3 separate regions of the Gossypium hirsutum genome follow, and all the other regions are linked to region 1. Evidence: chromatin contacts called from public Hi-C data. All regions are on one chromosome and are shown on one strand. The core of a region is the stretch at or near the end of the contact, and the rest is flanking DNA. Distances in the headings are between cores, read along the strand shown. Region 1 holds the start of LOC107909965 (THO complex subunit 2). Region 2 holds the start of LOC107908291 (probable ascorbate-specific transmembrane electron transporter 1). Region 3 has its middle 31 kb from the start of LOC107887263.

Region 1 (2,795 bases), core at 141-2,640:
ATGCATATAATCTCCATACAATCCCAGACAACAATATTCATTCATAGTCATAGAGTCCGACCAAATTCAGTAAATAACACAAACAACACATCAAACAAAACAACCCAGAATACCACCCAAATAATGGAGTACAGAAACTCACCTGCTATCTTTTGTCCTCACCAGCTTAGCTTTTTCAAACGCCATACCTCATTCGTCTTGGAAGCTAAGCACGACAACCCATATGCCAATTAAACCGGCGATATTCAAACTTAAAAATCCAGAATCCAGTATCAATCAAAAGTTTTCTCAAAGATTTCAAAATTCCTTACTTCTCTATTTTCTCAAATTCACAAATACAAAAAGATTAAGAAGCTTACCAGCTCACCGGATTATCTACTTTTCGGGCTTAAACCTCACGATCACTGCCTCATGCAGAGCTTTCCTCAACTTTCTCTTCTTCGGAGCAACCAAAGAAGACAATGCAGAAGAGAAGAAAATAAAACAAAAATGAGAAGAATTCTACCTGTAAATATATATGGCCTCTTTCCACGCATGGTCACCAAAGCCCCAAATAACCATCCATCAATAATCATTATGCCTCCCACTAAGGAACCAGCTGGTTCCAACTTAACTAAACTAAAATTGAGATCTAACTATTTACCATTTAGCCACTAGAATTTCCAGATTTTTCAGTAGAGTCCAGCGAACCTACAAATTCTTTCAATTAACTCCCAATCTTTCTTGATTTTAAGACTTAATTAAAACTGGGTGTGACATGTGGACTGTTGGAAGATAAGTATTTACGTTTTGTCCCAATCTAACACCCTTAATCTAAGGGATTTGGCACGATCAATTGGATCCAATCCTTAAGATATATTTCTCCAAATGAATTGATCTTCATTGACGGGCTCGAATAATTCCATAATATTAGCATAACCCAAATATTTTGTTATAATAAATTGTCAACTCCAAATATAGCAAGTAGTAATCTATCGTAGTGGTGATAAAAATGAGCACTTTCATTTATACATAGCAACCACTTAAAATACTTACCTTAACATTGAGGAATGTATTCTATAAATGGTGTTACACAAAACATTACAAGATTTTAAATTAGTGTAACGAGGTTATGTAATAGCACAAACATTAACAGTAATAATTAAAGTAAAAAGGTAGCTTATTGTATAATCACTCAAAATATTACGTAAGTTTTACGAAATTGTGTAACTTGATAATGTGTTTTACACAAAATATTACTATATCTGATGTAATAAGGTAATATTTTGTGTAATAAAAACCTTGAAATTTTAAACCGGATTATGGCCTGACCCGGCCATAAACTCTGAGTTGAGACTTACAGCTCAATATGATGTGTATGGTTTAAGCAGGGTTTGGATCGAGCCGGGCTATGGTGATGCAGCCCAAACAATAAGAAGTCCTAAACCGGACGAATCATTATCATCTCGGAAATCCATTCCTCAAAACCATAACACACAGATCAATCATATTCTTCATTCATATCACGGAAACCCTAAGAAGACCCTCTCGTTTTTATTTTGGTTTCTCATCATTCACATCCCCCATGAAAAGCCCATTTAATTACCTTCCAGCCACTCCCGTATCCCTCCTCTTTCTCTCTGCGATCTCAAACCCCAACCCTTTCCTTTAATCTCTAGGGTTTGTGGAAAACAAAAATTAAAAATAAAGGAAAAGAACACAAAAAAGAACAGAAATGTCTCTCCCTCCTATAGAGTGTATATACGTGACAGAGGAAATCATTCGCGAGAGCAAAAATGGAAACTCTAACTTCTCATTCTCTTCACCTGTTCCCATGCTTCGCTTTCTCTACGAGCTCTCCTGGGCCATGGTATTTGCTTTTCTTTTTTGGGGTCAGTTTGTTAAATTTTTATGTGTGTATATTCTTTTAGTTGAGAATTTGTTACTGCCGTTTGATAGGTGCGCGGGGAATTGCCATTCCAGAAGTGTAAAGCGGTCTTGGATGCCGTAGAGTTTACAGAGAGAGTGTCGGAGGATGAGTTTGCCTCCTGCTTTGCTGATATCGTCACGCAAATGGCTCAAGACGTGAGTTTTTCTTTTTGCCGAAGATAAATTGAAGCATTTTTAATAAGTAGGTAGAAATAGGGAAAAAATTGAAGGTGGAGACTTGCTTTTGTTTTAGTTAGCAAATGCAACTAAGGAGTTTTTCTATCCAACTTGGATCATTGTTGAATCCACTCTTCATTGTTTCTAAGCATATTTAGAATGGCGGGTCAGTTATATTGTAATTCTAAAGCTTGAGTCCTTAATTTTGTTTAGTTGAGGATTAAACATGGGTGAATTCAAGTTTACTCAAGAAATGCTCCTGGATAGAGAAAAAGTGTTAGTATGATTCATTAAGCAGACCCCACAAAAGGAAAACTTTATGCTCTTCTTTAATTTCTGTGCTAAGGTTTTATAGGTCACAACAATGCTTTTCCTTGCTATTGCCTATGGTTTTGCTACTGTCACATTTTCGCTAAAGTGGTATCTATTTTTCAACTTATCTTGTTAGGCCAACTCTAATCCTAATTGAAAATTCTTAGAATATAAGGGTCTATCTGTTTCATGGAAAACTGTTGTTAGAAAATATAGAGAACCCCTTGATGAATCTACCTGTCTACGATGTATCTATTCCTTTCTTATTATGTACCTTCTTTTGACTATTGCACTATGCATTATTTAGTAACTGCATGAATCCCCTTCTGGAAAATAGAACTTTTATTTAAAAATTGAAGCTTTCTGTTATTTGGATAATTTTGACTGTTTTTCAGATG
Region 2 (2,795 bases), core at 79-2,578, 370 kb before region 1:
GTTTCAATCCAACCATTTCCAAATCTGGTTCAAATTCAAGTGAAAAAAAAAAACCATGCTTTTGTGCTTTAGTTTTCAGTGCTTAATTATCCGTTGAACATATTGGCTGGAACTTCTTCGAGGCATTGTAACTTTGCAGACCCCGTTTTAGATATGATAATTTAAGATACAACCCAGATTTGATTTGCTACGGACAAATGAGCAATGAGAAGGAATATTAAGTGAAACTTTAGAATGACCCATTTTATGTGGGTTGGGGTTCACTTTGAGGCCTATGTCAAAATGGTTATTGGCTGGCAACAAGTATTACTAACGGCATTTTTTAGTCCTAATATAGATCCAAAATGGCTAAGAGCTTAGCATCAATCTTCTAGAGCCAGGCCTAGTTTGGCAATCACAACTTCCTGGGCTGCTGGGAGTTCGAGACTCAGGTTTTAAGCTTAGGTCGTGATATGGATCAATACAAGTTGATCAAGTTCTTGGTTATAAAAAAGAAGATGAAACATGTTTGACCCGTAATAACTTTTATACATATATTATTATAAAATAACATATATTACTCTATATAAATATAACTAGTCATTTTAAATGACTATAACTATAAAAAAAAAAACTCAATTAGCATTGCAACAACGTGCAGAATGTGAGTTTGATCTCACTTAAGATTTAAGGGTTTGGGAGGATTTATAGGTAAAAGAAAGCTTGTATAAAAAGAAAGATAGGTAATGAAAACTGGTATTATTATAATTATATATAAAAATTACAATATATGAGAAATAATCATATTACACCCTCATTAAAATTACATAAAAGAGTTATTTAAATATATTAGCAAAAAGTAAATACTAAGTAGTACAGTTATTATTACTTTTACATAAAAACTAGATATTATGGAATTATTTACAAACTTAAATTAATGTATTTTATTTTAATTTAAAATGCAAGAAATATTTGAAGAGTTTAGCTAATCGCACAAGTTGAGTTTTAGAAATGGACGAACTAAATCATTAGTAAAATTTATGATATGAACACCTTTGGCTTTTCTTATGGCTCCAAACGCTGCCTATTCTCCGCAATAACCCCAAACCACAAACAAACAATCGAATGCAAGCCTTACTAAGTTCTCTGCATGATTGGTAATTGAAACCATTAAGTCTCATACATACTTTAATTAGCCCCAATATTGTTCATGTTATTGGAGTTGTCACCATTGAATCAGCCGGCTGGACGGTTTGGTAGTATCTTCCCCAATCAAACCAAAAGCTCTCTTTGTTAATGGCTCAAATGATTTTATATAACACTACTGACTACTGAGTTCTCCATCTAGGTTCTGCAGATGCAATGGCGCCTAAGAGCAGAAGCTACCAAATTTCTGCAACCCCTGTTATAGTATTTGGACATTTGTTGTTTATAGCAGTGACAACCCTTGTGCTAGTTTGGCTTCTCAAGTTCCGGGAAGGCCTTGCTTTTGAATCTGCTAATAAGTTCAAGATTTTCAATGTGAGTTCATTTGCGTTGAGAATCCCTTCTCTTTCTTCAGAAACTGTTTCATATCTTTGTTTCTATATGATCTGTGGAGGACCTATTGTTCTTGCATGGATCAGTTTGCTTCTATGCCTACATTTTAATCTCTTTCAGCTCCCCCCCCCTCTCATTTGCAGCTTCATCCACTTCTAATGGTGATTGGATTCATATTAATGGCTGGAGAAGGTAAGTAGTAATTGTCAGTGGCTTTTCATGTATATTAACATAATTAATTCAAACATTATGTCTATGTTGCTCTACTCTTTCATTTTCTTGAATGTCTAATGCTCCGTACGATATATTTCCAGATTATATATTAGAGTATCATTGAATGAATTTTATTGAAATAAGGAAATCTGATTGAAAAGTGATGTGCATTATTGTTATGACTGAACATATATATAAAACAGCAATCATGGCATACAAGTCAACCCCAAGTAGAAGAGACATACAAGTGCAAAAGGCAGTCCACCTAACATTGCAAACCATTGCTCTTGGTTGTGGGATCTTTGGGATTGTTGTAATCTTCAAATTCCATAATGAGACCAACATGCCTGACATGGTTACCTTACATTCTTGGCTAGGCATGATTACCATATGCTTATTTGGTTTACAGGTACCTAAAATTTTAATCAATTTCTTTCTAATTCAGTTAGGAATTTAAAACAAAAACATCCCTATCTGGTATTGCAGTATTTGCTAGGATTCTTCTCGTATGTGTTCCCAGGTGCAGAATCATATTCAAGAGCAGCCTATCTGCCATGGCACACTTTTGGTGGCTTACTTATCTTCTTCTTAGCAATATGCACAGCTGAGATGGGGTTGCTTCAAAAGTTCCTTTCGTTATTCCTAATTCGCTCCCAAGAAGCTCTCATTGTCAACTTTATAGGATTGTTGCTTTTCCTATTTGCAGTTGCTGTTGCCCTCACTGTGGTTCTCCCCAGATATTAGTCATGGTTCTTTACTTTCAAATTATTGGACAATTTTATGAAGAAAATTCATGAAAATTCATTATTGCCGGGACTCAAAACTTTTTCCATTTTCTTTCTTCCTTTGTCATACCTAATAATCATTTTTGGATTTTAAAAAAATAATAACAATAATTCTTTTAACTTTTTTATTTTTCAAAGATAAAAAGTCTCAACTAAAATTAAATGTTGATTTCATTAATGACACCGTGTCACATTAGTCCCTGCAAAATCAGCCATGCAAATGGACATCTTCAAGTCTATAATTTTGGGGGTTTATTTATAAAATGAGCTTCAACAAAT
Region 3 (2,795 bases), core at 141-2,640, 290 kb before region 1:
TAACAATAGTAAAATTTTCTATCATCAATGGCCTATCTGTAGGATTTTCCTAATTATTATGAAAAGAAATAAATGAGAAAATATTAAGAATGAAGAGGACAAGAGAGAAGAGCGAAATATTCCATTATATAGTTTCAATTCTTTGGTAAGTTTCAAATTTTTGAAATTTGAGATTTTTTTTTAATTTATAATACAAAGTACCCTAGTTTTTTTTATTCTAAACCCATCATTTCTTTCTTGTAACTCTATTTACTAGATTGATTAGGTTTTTGAGTAACTTTCAATTTTGGAAAATTTTATAATACGAAGTGCTCTTTTTCTTCTCCAAATCCACTATTTCTTTTATCGAATTTCAAGTCAAGATTTTACTTTCAGCTATAAATAAAAAATATATATATTATTTTTAATAATTTATGAAGAGTGGAGCTAGTGTTGATTTGCATGAAAAAGGAGAAAAAAAAGGTAAAGAAAGATGAAAATAAAGAATGTGTAAAACAACAAAGCAAATGAAAAAATGAGTAGGATGAAAATGAATGTGTATTTAATGTTTTTTTTGTGAAAGTTCAAAGACTAATTTTTGATGAGATTGGATATAAAAATTAGCCGCAAAATTCTTGGCTTTTCTTTGTTGCAATTGATTTTTTTATATGATTTTATAATTTATTTTAAGACTTTTTTAACAATTATTGTTAAGAAAAATTTAAAATATCAAAATAAATTTTTAATTATAGTATTAACTATTAACCTTTTGAATTAAGGAGCAACGTTACTTTTCTTAATGGAGGTTAACAGTCTAGTGATAAAAATGCAACAATTTAATACCATTAGCGACTATTACGCAACTTTTGAAAGTTGATGACTAAAATATAAATTTAAACAAAGCTTAAGAACAATTCTTATGAATTACCCTCTTTTTAATATAAATTGACTTCTAAGCTAATATTTAATATCCAAACCAAAACACGGAAAAACTTGAATTATATAATGTTAATATTTAAAAAACCCAATTAGTTAGCCATTGAGATTTTTATTTGAATTTCAAAATTAAGTGATAATGTATAAATATATTATTTATGAAATTCATGAATGCCTATTTAGCAGTAATTTTAAAAATGGTAAGGAATTTATGAGTGTTAATAAATTTGTAAATATATAGTACATTGAAATCCAATTAATTTTTTCATAATATAACAAATGGAATCCCGAACACAAAATAAAAGTATTGTGAAATTTAGAACCAAATTAAAATTGGAGGACCTACTATGAAATTAATCCCGAAAGATTACATGTTTTTAGGGAAAATGATGCCTGTGGGGCTTCAGTAGCAGCAAGCCCACATGGCCGACATCCACATCGAGTGGGAGGGGTAAGAATTGTTAAGATGAGATAAAAGATAAAACGTAAAAGTGTGAATACAAGAATGATGAAATATTGTGGTTTTGGTCCCCATCCCATCTCCAACTTATTCCATCAACATCTTCTATTTCTTTCTTTCAAATTTCTACCAACTTCTTTTTCTCTACCAATTACTAACACAAAACTCATAAATTTTGAATTATGATACACAGTGGCAACAACGTATCTGCAAAAATCTTAAAAAGTCGATTTAGTTTTACTTTGAAAAGCAAAGAAGAAAGTGGGAAAACAATATACATAAATAAAATGTGCATTAAACAGAAGAAAAAGGAAGAACAGATCAAAGCAGAGCCAAGGGAGAAAAAAACACACCTTTCTACTTTATTTCTTTAGATATATATTATTCAAGGTACTATAATGTACAGGCAAAACACTGTTCCCTTTCAAAATGACCCCCGCATTTCTTTCTCCAAACATCTTTCTCTTTCTTTTTTCTTTATTTGTGGTCTTTACTTTTTGTGCTCTGCTGCGAGATTTGTTGCTGGTCAATTTGCAGGATTTGATTTTAATGTAGAAAAAATAAACAGTGAAGGTGCTCTTCTCAATTTGCCTTTGTTGCTTTAAACTAAGACACCACTTTCATGCTTGGAAGTTAACATGATTAGTGTTGTTCCTCTGTGAAATCCCATTTTTTATTAAATATAGCAAGAGAAAAAAGAAAACCTCATTTTTCTATTGAGGGAGATAATGAGATATTTTTGGAGTTTGAGCTGTTTTACATCTTTTGAAACTCATGCTTGTCTCTGAGAATTGATAACTTGCCTTGTATGGTGAGTCCGTGTTTGCTTGTGTTTTTTAGCTTAGATATGAAGTGGGTATCAAAGAAAGAAGAAGAAAAACAAGTTGAGATGGTATTGTGCATTTGGTAATGGTTCTTAAATTGCAGCAAAGCCATCACCACCAATCAGTGGCTGTCAAAGGGAATGAACAAATGGGGACCAAAAGAGGATACACATTTATTCAGTCTAACAGGGATTGGTTACCAAAACTTATTTTGCTTTGGGTAATGGTGATGGGTTTTATCAGCACTTGGATCTACAAAAAAATGGATGCGGACAACAACGTGAGGAGGGAAGAAGTACTAAGTAGCATGTGTGACCAAAGGGCGAGGATGTTGCAGGATCAGTTCAGTGTTAGTGTTAACCATGTTCATGCCTTAGCCCTTCTTGTCGCCACTTTCCATTACTACAAGAATCCATCTGCTATCGATCAGGTTTGTAAAATTTAGTTTTGGTCTTGAAAATCCTGAATGACATATGAGTTGGTTGTGGCTTATTTTGCAAGAAATGCAGGAGACCTTTGCGGAGTACACTGCTAGAGCTGCTTTCGAGAGGCCATTGCTTAGTGGGGTGGCCTATGCAGAAAGAGTGGTACATTCT

What was found. Hi-C and Micro-C count contacts between places; a contact is called where the count stands out from the background.
Region 2: a contact with region 1 is called in a Hi-C map of leaf, with 4 times the contacts expected there. The contact joins the promoter of LOC107908291 here to the promoter of LOC107909965 in region 1. A contact is called at or near these places in 4 of 34 Hi-C or Micro-C datasets (all in leaf).
Region 3: a contact with region 1 is called in a Hi-C map of leaf, with 1.7 times the contacts expected there. The contact joins the enhancer-like site here to the promoter of LOC107909965 in region 1. A contact is called at or near these places in 12 of 34 Hi-C or Micro-C datasets (anther, callus, leaf and 1 more).

What each region holds. Positions count from the first base shown.
Region 1 is chrD02:49,759,608-49,762,402 of Gossypium_hirsutum_v2.1, reverse strand. LOC107909965 (THO complex subunit 2) reads left to right here and starts at 1,390. Exons shown (of 34, transcript XM_041089366.1): 1 at 1,390-1,849; 2 at 1,939-2,064. The coding sequence starts at 1,715.
Region 2 is chrD02:50,125,576-50,128,370 of Gossypium_hirsutum_v2.1, reverse strand. LOC107908291 (probable ascorbate-specific transmembrane electron transporter 1) reads left to right here and starts at 1,328. Exons shown (of 4, transcript XM_016835509.2): 1 at 1,328-1,500; 2 at 1,662-1,710; 3 at 1,935-2,140; 4 at 2,218-2,687. The coding sequence starts at 1,342. The coding sequence ends at 2,475.
Region 3 is chrD02:50,047,291-50,050,085 of Gossypium_hirsutum_v2.1, reverse strand. It overlaps the pseudogene LOC107909963. Among protein-coding and RNA genes, the nearest start is that of LOC107887263, 31 kb to the right of the region's middle. Within about 2 kb of position 1,390, at least 4 of the 9 cell types and tissues checked have an H3K27ac peak or open chromatin away from gene starts, as enhancers often do. A contact at or near this core is called in leaf, where this site is marked.